Linked DNA regions of Mus musculus: regions 1 and 2 are each linked to region 3. A link is a contact called in public promoter capture Hi-C data. All regions are on one chromosome and are shown on one strand. The core of a region is the stretch at or near the end of the contact, and the rest is flanking DNA. Distances in the headings are between cores, read along the strand shown. Region 1 holds the start of Ilrun (inflammation and lipid regulator with UBA-like and NBR1-like domains). Region 2 holds the start of Snrpc (U1 small nuclear ribonucleoprotein C). Region 3 holds the start of Mapk8ip3 (mitogen-activated protein kinase 8 interacting protein 3).

What was found. Promoter capture Hi-C pulls out the DNA fragments that hold promoters and counts their contacts.
Region 1: a contact with region 3 is called in a promoter capture Hi-C map of pre-B cells, with 2.8 times the contacts expected there. The contact joins the promoter of Ilrun here to the promoter of Mapk8ip3 in region 3.
Region 2: a contact with region 3 is called in a promoter capture Hi-C map of pre-B cells, with 4 times the contacts expected there. The contact joins the promoter of Snrpc here to the promoter of Mapk8ip3 in region 3. A contact is called at or near these places in 2 of 39 promoter capture datasets (liver and pre-B cells).

Annotation. Positions count from the first base shown.
Region 1 is chr17:27,819,241-27,821,940 of GRCm38.p6, forward strand. Ilrun (inflammation and lipid regulator with UBA-like and NBR1-like domains) reads right to left here and starts at 1,302. Exons shown (of 5, transcript NM_001033279.3): 1 at 937-1,302. The coding sequence starts at 1,094.
Region 2 is chr17:27,838,647-27,841,346 of GRCm38.p6, forward strand. It overlaps Snrpc (U1 small nuclear ribonucleoprotein C), which reads left to right and starts at 1,441. Exons shown (of 6, transcript NM_011432.2): 1 at 1,441-1,523; 2 at 1,818-1,860. The coding sequence starts at 1,516.
Region 3 is chr17:24,935,720-24,938,419 of GRCm38.p6, forward strand. Mapk8ip3 (mitogen-activated protein kinase 8 interacting protein 3) reads right to left here and starts at 1,258. Exons shown (of 33, transcript NM_001163449.1): 1 at 818-1,258. The coding sequence starts at 1,135.

The sequences.
Region 1 (2,700 bases), core at 52-2,551, 2.9 Mb after region 3:
TTGCTTTTTGCTCAAATCCCGATTAGTTGCTTCACCTGAGAGCCTTTCAAAGGCCGTCTAATGGTCTCCAGTCTAATGGTTAAATTCCCGAGTGAACTTAACAATCCCTACTTGGAGACCAAGAGAAAGTATTCTTGCTTATCAAAAACAGCAAGTGCTGCTCTAAGAACCAAGACACACGTCGGTGCCTGGAGACAGCTCCACTTCAGCCTGTACAACCCAACTACAAGCCAGAACCCCTGGCCCCCAACCTATACATTTCTCAGTTTTCTGTCAACTAAGCCCATCCAATCAGTAAGCTCGTCAAAGTTCCCAAGGCCAAGCCTCTGCCCAGCACGCCAGTGTCTTCACAAAGTTCCTGCCTCCAAGATCAGCTTCCCTCCACTTTCTGAAGACTTTTCCCAGTCCTCGTCGCAGGCCTGGCGCTCCGGCGCCTCCATTAGATGTCACTTCTCCCTGGCACAACTCTTCCTTTCTCACCATACTCAGTTGATTATAATTTGTGTTCCCTCCGCCGCAAAAGTCGTTTTCGCCCTTATCTCCTCAAAGAGACACAAGATCTATTCTCAGCTCCGAGACCTCTCCCGCGCCCAGAGTTCGACCTCAGCACCTAACACACTCCCTCGAGTTTCCACACCGTTCTGTCATCCTCAGCTCCTACACTTCGCACCTATTTAAAAGGAAAACACTTCGCAACTCTCGTTTCCTGTGCTTTCTACTCCCAGAACACACGCTTTTCGCCCCAGATCGACTCCCCTGGCTTCCACCTCACCACTTCTCCCCTCTTCCCATGTTCTTCGGGCTCTGACTCCCTGCCACCTCCCGGCCTGGGCCCTGCCCTGCCCGGGAGTACTCCACGAGCGGGCTCCGGTGTTTTTGCCCTCGGGGCCGCGAGGCCGCTGCCAGCAGGATTGGCTCCGCGTGGGGCGGACTCACCAGTTGGTCATGTCCAGGAAGAAGGCGCAGCCGGCCGGGTTGAGCTGGAAGCCGAGTAGCCGCTGGAACTCGGAGATGAGCACGTCCTTGTCTGTGGTGCCCAGGCAGCTGAACTTCTGCATGAGCTCCGGATCCAAGTCCACGTCCATGCCCTCCATGGCGGGGGGCCCGGACGCACAGCTTCCACCGCCCCGACCTGCTTCTCCACGGGCGGCCGCCGCGCCCGGGCCCGAGCCCACGAAGGGCGGCCCGCTGCTGGCCGGCGCCGCGCGCACTGCTCCGAGACAGGCCCCAGGCCTCTCACCGCCTCATGGGCTGCGCGCGCCGCGCCGAGCCGCGCCGCACCGCACCGCTCGCTCCTCTCTCGCTGGCTCTGGGGCTCGCGCTCCCCCCCCTCCCACCCCCCCCAGCGCCCGCCTCCGCCGCCGCCGCTGCTGCCGCCGCGGTTCGCAGCACCGCCGCCTCCGCCTCCTCCCGGGCCGCGCCCAACGCGCACGCGCGGGGCCGCTCGGACCCCGCCCCTTCCTCTCCCGAAAGCCCGCCTTCAGTGACGTCATAACTCGGTGACGTCTCTCGCGTGACCTCACCGCGACAGAGCGGAGGGGGCAGGAAACGGGAAGCCGGAAAGAGCGGATACTGGGCGGGTCTCTGTCCTCGCCTGAGTCCCCACACTGCGTGGGAGGAGTCACGAGTCTGAGAGGTGCTTCGGAGACGAGCGACCCCACCCATGCTCAGGCTGGGAACCCGAAGTCGCCACAGGAACAGAGGCTGGGACTGGGGCAAAGGGCAAAGGGCAGCACAGAGCGGACTCTTGCTGCTCCGCTCTCAGGGGACTTAGTATTCAAACAGACATTTTCCCAAGGTCGCGGCGGTGCACGCTTAGTCTCTGGATTCTGACCTGAGTTTCTCATGACTGCCTATGTTACTATGCAACCTTAGCATTACGTTTCCAGAAAATAAAGGCAGCCTAATGCAAGCACCAGTTACAGGTCAGAGGAACCGATCCTCTGCAAAGAAAGGTCAATACCCTAGAATTTAGCAAATCTTGTTCTGTCTCTAAAATCCACGACCAAAAAAATGACTGTAGACAGTATCCAGTGTATCTACTAATGTGAGGCTCCATTTGAAGCTGAAGGATTAAGAAGCTCAGCTGTGGAGAGACTCATCTGCCCGTTCTGTCACCAAGTATTTTCTCAGTGTCACCTGTTAGATATGACTAGGTACAGGGATGGGGGTGGGTAAGAAACTGGGCAACTGGGGACTTGGCTTAAGCTGTTTCCCCGAAGGTATGAAGACCTGGGTTCCTGAGAGCAGAGATACTTCGCTCTTGCATATAAGGCCTGGCTGACAGCCAAGGGTGGCGGCACTGGGGAGGCAGGCAAATTTCTGTGTGTTTGATGCCAGCCAGAGATACTCTAGACCCTGCCTTTAAAAAATAAACCACCCCAGCACTCAAGAGGCAGAGGCGGGCTTTCTTCCTGGAGTTGCCTTTGATCTCATCCTCCTACCCCTACTTGCTGGGATAACTACTGTCACAACTACTTCTGAAAAGAGACTCAACTGAAGTCAGTGGGCCTGGGAGGAGGCTCAAAATCGCCTGGTGATTGTTATCATATCCAAATTTCAGAGCAGAACCTTGAGCAAATGCAGTTATTGCTGATAGTTTGCTCAACAGTTCAACCTGATTAAAGATTGACAAAATATGTTTACGGATGTGTTTGAATTGTGTCTATCTCATGAACAGCAGCTGTGAGATCATGAGGA
Region 2 (2,700 bases), core at 191-2,690, 2.9 Mb after region 3:
TCTCCCTGCCCCCCCAAGTGTGTGTGTGTGTGTGTGTGTGTGTGTGAGAGAGAGAGAGAGAGAGAGAGACAGCAGTATGACTCCTCCCTCCTCTCTCATTCTTTGGAGTTCAAGTTAAAAGGCAATCCACTTTGTTTGAGAGAACAGACTCTAAGTTTGACCTGTTAGTTGGCAATGTACTGCTAACAACGTCTATAGAATCACTACCATTTATGGTGGCCTAAGTGCATAGACCTTTCGCTAAATGCCCTATGAGCTTTACATTTAAATTTTTTTTATATTTTGTTTTATTTTAGACAAGGTTTCCCTGTGTAGCCCTGGCTGTCCTGGAACTCACTCTGTAGACCAGGCTGGCCTTGAACTCAGAAATCTGCCTGCCTCTGCCTCCCAAGTGCTGGGATTAAAGGCGTGCGCCACCACTGCCCGGCTTAAATTCATTTTTGTATTATTGTATGTATATGGGTGTTTAGTTTGTAAGTGCACCATGTATGTGCCTAGTGCTGGGAGTGGATTAAAAAAGATCCATCAGACACCCTGAGACTTGAGCTGCAGACAGGTGGGAGTCACCACGGGGGAGTGTTGGTGATCGAACTTAGATTGTTCCAAGAGCAACAAATGCTTAATCGCTACACCAATTCTCCAGCTACTTTCCAGCATTTTTACATTTGATTCTTCCTTAAACTGCACAAGTTATTACCTTTACTTTTCAGATAAGGAAACTGAAGCTCAGAGAGAGTAAATTGCACAGCTAGGAAGGAAGCAGGGAGACAGGGTTTAAAACTTGAGACCCGCCCCACTCACCCAGGAGTGTGTCCCTACAATTCACGTCTGTCTTAATTGCTCAAATACAATGATCAATTTCTCAGTGATCGTCTTCTACATTTTCTTTGTCTTCCTTGATGTTCAGCTGCGCTCTTCCCCGCTTCATTTCCCCAGCATAGGACTTTGATCCCTCAGCCACTGATCGATTTCAGCTTACTGCTAATCAGGTCTTGGAGAATGAGAACTTTTACCTGATTTGGTTCTGCCTTTTTCACTTCTCATTTACAGAAGAGCTGGGTACATACTAGAGCAGTGGTCGTGACACCTTTTGCGGGTCGAACAACCCGTTCACAGGTTTCTCCTAAGACCATCAGAAAACACCGATAATTTGCATTACTAGTCATACGAGTGGCAAAATTACAGTTATGAAATAGCGACAAGAATAATTTCTGGTTGGGGGGGTCACCACAATTTGAGAAGCTGGATTAATGATTCGCAGCGTAGGAACTGCTGACTCAGGGTTTTGGAACCTTTTGTTGATAGTACTAAATTACGCACTTCCTAGACGGAGTAACTAATCCTGAATAAGTGAGCGCGGATTGAACCTCAGAGGCACCCACAGCATCCGTAGGGCAGAGGCCGGAAGCGGAAGTCCTACCCCTCCTGTCTGCATCCTTTGCTCGCGTCGGCGCAGCCTGTGTGCGTCAGTTCCTGGCGGCGGGGATCGGGGTAGCCAACGGCTTGTGGAGCATCATGCCCAAGTGAGTGTGGCCCTGGGAGCAAGCGGACTTGCGGTGGTCAGTTGGGTCCTGGTGAAGGTGCAGGGCGGCGGCCTCGGGTTCTGGACGTTCCGAGGGGAAGGCGAGCCCCTCCGAGGGATGGCGGGTGGAGACCCAGGCTCTCCGGCCATCCTGGCAGAGTGGGCGCGGACCCTCGCTCAGAAGCCTCGCATTCTGTCAGGACGCTTTGTTTGACTTACAATCCGAGGAAGTTGGGTTTTGGGTCTGTTTGTTTGGACAGCTGTTAATTGCTGACGTTTTCTTTTGTCATTTCAGGTTTTATTGTGACTACTGTGATACGTATCTTACCCACGATTCTGTAAGTGGCGGGTCTTTTTTATAATCCTAAAACGCCTTGTATGCAAAATTCTTTTTCTTTAGGTCCAGGTGTGTGCATTACAGTCTCCTGGAAATTTTATGACAACCTTTCTTAGAAAGTAATTAGGAAGCGGGTGTTTTTTCCCACCCTTTTTGTGAGGTCTTTGCAATTTGAAGGTATTTGCAGAATGATAAAACTTTAAGCAAGCTTGAAGATGGAAAGCATTTGCGTATACAGAAACTGCATGTACCTGTAATGTCAATACTTGAGAGGCTGAGCCAGGAAGATGGCAAATTCCAGGTCAGTTAAGGATACATATTGAGACCTTGTCAAAATAACTCGCCCCACCCTCCAAAAAAAGCCCAACAAAACAAAAAACAAACAAACCAGGAGTGTGTTCCTACAAACTTGCAGATTTGATTATGTCACATTATTCAAATGCCTGGTTAAAATGGAAAGAAATGTCTTAGTGTACAGCTCCATTCTCAGCTCCTGTGAGAACCTCATTAACTATTGATCATCAGGAGGAATAACTGAGATATGTGATTAGTGTTGCCCCGTGTGTAGCAGCCACAAGGCCCAGCAACAAAGTTAGGGCCTGGCGCCTGTCTTCCTAGTACACTGAGATGGAGCATTGCTGTGAGTTTAAGGCTATGGTGGGAGACCCTACCTCAAAAAAAAGCAAATCAAAACAACCTTTAGCAACAACAAAATTTGGTTTTTATGGTTTTAATAGTTTTAAATAATCTATTTATCTGCCCCCCCCCCCCCCAATCTCCTGAGGAAACAAGACAGATCTTCTGGAATAATTTGTAAACCAGGCTGACTTCGAACTCACAG
Region 3 (2,700 bases), core at 8-2,507:
GGACCAAACACTGCAGACTTCTAGGGTACTGCCCCACTAGGCAGCAATATGAACCCAGAAGGTAAGGCTTAAGCTGTTGCCAAGGTCTACCCTGTTACTTGGCCTGTCCTTTTGTCTGTGGTCAGTGTGTGACCTTGATCTAGCCCAGACAGTTTCTGGAGCCAGTTCCCTGTTTCTGAGGTCACCCAAGCCCTCCTCACATCCTTTGAGGCTTTTGAATCCCCCCATATGTAGAGAACTTGATTAAGCCAGTTATGTGGTGCCCATGCATTCACAGCAAAATCTTGACAATCAAAAGGCAAACCATGGAAAGTATGAATGATTCAAGATAAGCAAAGCTTTTATCCTAGCTGTGATGCAGGGCCACTAACTTAATAAGAAGCCAAAATATCAAGATCGACTCTTAATTTCAATAGTAGTCTCTAAGACTGTGTCAAGTCAACTTCACTTAAATGGAATTTAACCTCATATAAGAAGGCACTTCCCATCATAAACCGAAGAGCATTTATTTCTAGAATTGTAGAATTCTGGGCTTTGTGATTCTAGGGCAACTTGCTCCAAAGACGGGAAGGAATAAAACCCAGAGCCAGCAGGCGGCAGCCAAGGTCAGAGGACAGCAGGAATGGGGGCCCATGTCTCCCGGACTCTGCACAGGCTGTGCTCTAGGTCCCAATTGGATGGAGAAAGTGGCACTCCCAGCAGCATCGGCATCAGCATCAGCATCAGCAGCATACTGCCGGCTGAGCCGAGCTGGCTGCTCCACGCTACCCACACCGTCCCTCACCGTCCCTCTCCGCGGCGGCCGGGGCCCACGCACCTCCTCGGCCTGTTTGCGCAGCGCCTTCTCGCGCTCGTATTGCGTGAGCAGCTGCTCGTTGTCCTCGCGTAGGAGCTCCAGCTCCACCTCGTGCTCCTGGTTCTCGCTCAGCACCGAGTCAAGGTTCTCCAGCACGTTCACCACCAGCGGCATGAGCTCCTTGACCACCTCCTCGTCATAGCAGTGAATGAGGCGCTCGAACTCGCGGTAGATGGAGCCCGCCAGGCCCGACACACGCTCCGACATGACCGAGCCCGAGCAGTAGTCGTCTTGGTACACCACCACTCCTCCTCCCTCGTCCATCTGGATCTCCATCATCGCGGCTACCGCCGCCGCCGCCAGCGCGGCTCGTTCCGGGGCCCGAATCCACGGGCCGCTGTCACCTCAGGCAGCCGCTACCTTAGGACGTGCCGCCGCCCAGGCCGCGCCCGTCACTCCCTTGCCGGAAGTCCCGCCTGGCTGCGGGGGTGGAGCCCCATCCAGTTCCGCCCCGAGCGCCTTGACGCTAAAGGAACGTTTCCGGCTGCGTTGCTGGTGGCTCTTGAGGACGTAGCTCAGTCTGATTGGAGTGACCTGGATGCTTCTCTATCTCTGTCCTGTTTGTCTTCAGACCTTTGTCATACATACTCTGGCCACCCTCAACGTTCACGCGACATGTGTCGCTTGCCCTGTTTCTGGTTGTTTCCCGCTCTGCTGGTTGCTTAGTTCCATGCAGTGCTTCATTTTGCACAGGACACCAGGTTCTAAAATCCTTATGTGTGGCGGTACTTTTGAGACAGAAATATAAAGCGAGTCGATCTATATGTGTTCATTTGCTGGGGACACCATGAACCTGACTTTGAACTACTTGCTTTTTTTTCCTCTTTCTTTTTTTTTTTTTTTAAATTTATTTAATGTATTCACCGTTGCTCTCTTCAGACACACCAGAAGAGGGCATCAGAACCCATTGTAGATGGTTGTGACCCAACATGTGGTTGCTGGGAATTGAACCTAGGTCTTCTGGAACAACCAGTGCTCTTAACCACTGAGCCATCTTTCCTGCCCTTGAACTACTTTCTTGCTTACGTGGTTTTCCCGGTCCCCAAAGCCTTCCAAGGCAGCTCAGATTCACATCCTCTTAAAAAAAAAAGTTACTTGTTATTTTATGTGTATGTGTTTGGTTGTATGTAGACTTGTGCATCACACACATTCCTGGTGTCTGTGAAGGCCAGAAGAGGGCATCTGAATTGGAGTTAAGAAGGTCAGTTGTGAGCAGCCATATGGATGGCCAGAACTGAACAGAGGTCCTCCCCTCTAAGAGCAAGTACTCTCAACTGCAAGCCACCAGATCTTACTCTTAACCAACACAGTCCTTCTTGTAGCTGAAGTCCAGAGCACTTAAAACATTCCTCACAATTTCATATGCAAAGTCTTACTGTGTAGCACTGGCTGACCTGGAACTTGGTATGCCTGGCTTCTGCCATTCAGTATACACCATTACCTGGGGCTATACTTCCCTCATCTTTCCAAACACATAGATAAATACCTACTCTAAGAGATTGTTTTGTAACATGCCTCAGACCTTAGCACAACTCACTCCATGATGGAAGTCCAATTCAGGCTGTAAAACTCGGCATGTAGATAGCACCACCTGCCAAAAGAATGAAAACAGACCCAATCCCTCAGTGTGGATAGTTCTGAGAAAGTCTCTAAATTCCTAACTTTGCTTTTTGGCTTCTGTAGTTCTGCCTCTGACTAACTGTTCTTGTTAACTGAAGCATGCCAACCCAGAACATGGCTTTGCCCTTAAAAGCTCATCCTGAGAAAGGCTCAAGGCCTTTCTTGTTTGAGATCCTAAACACCCAGTGTACTCACCAGCCAGCTAATAAAGACTTTCCTATTGG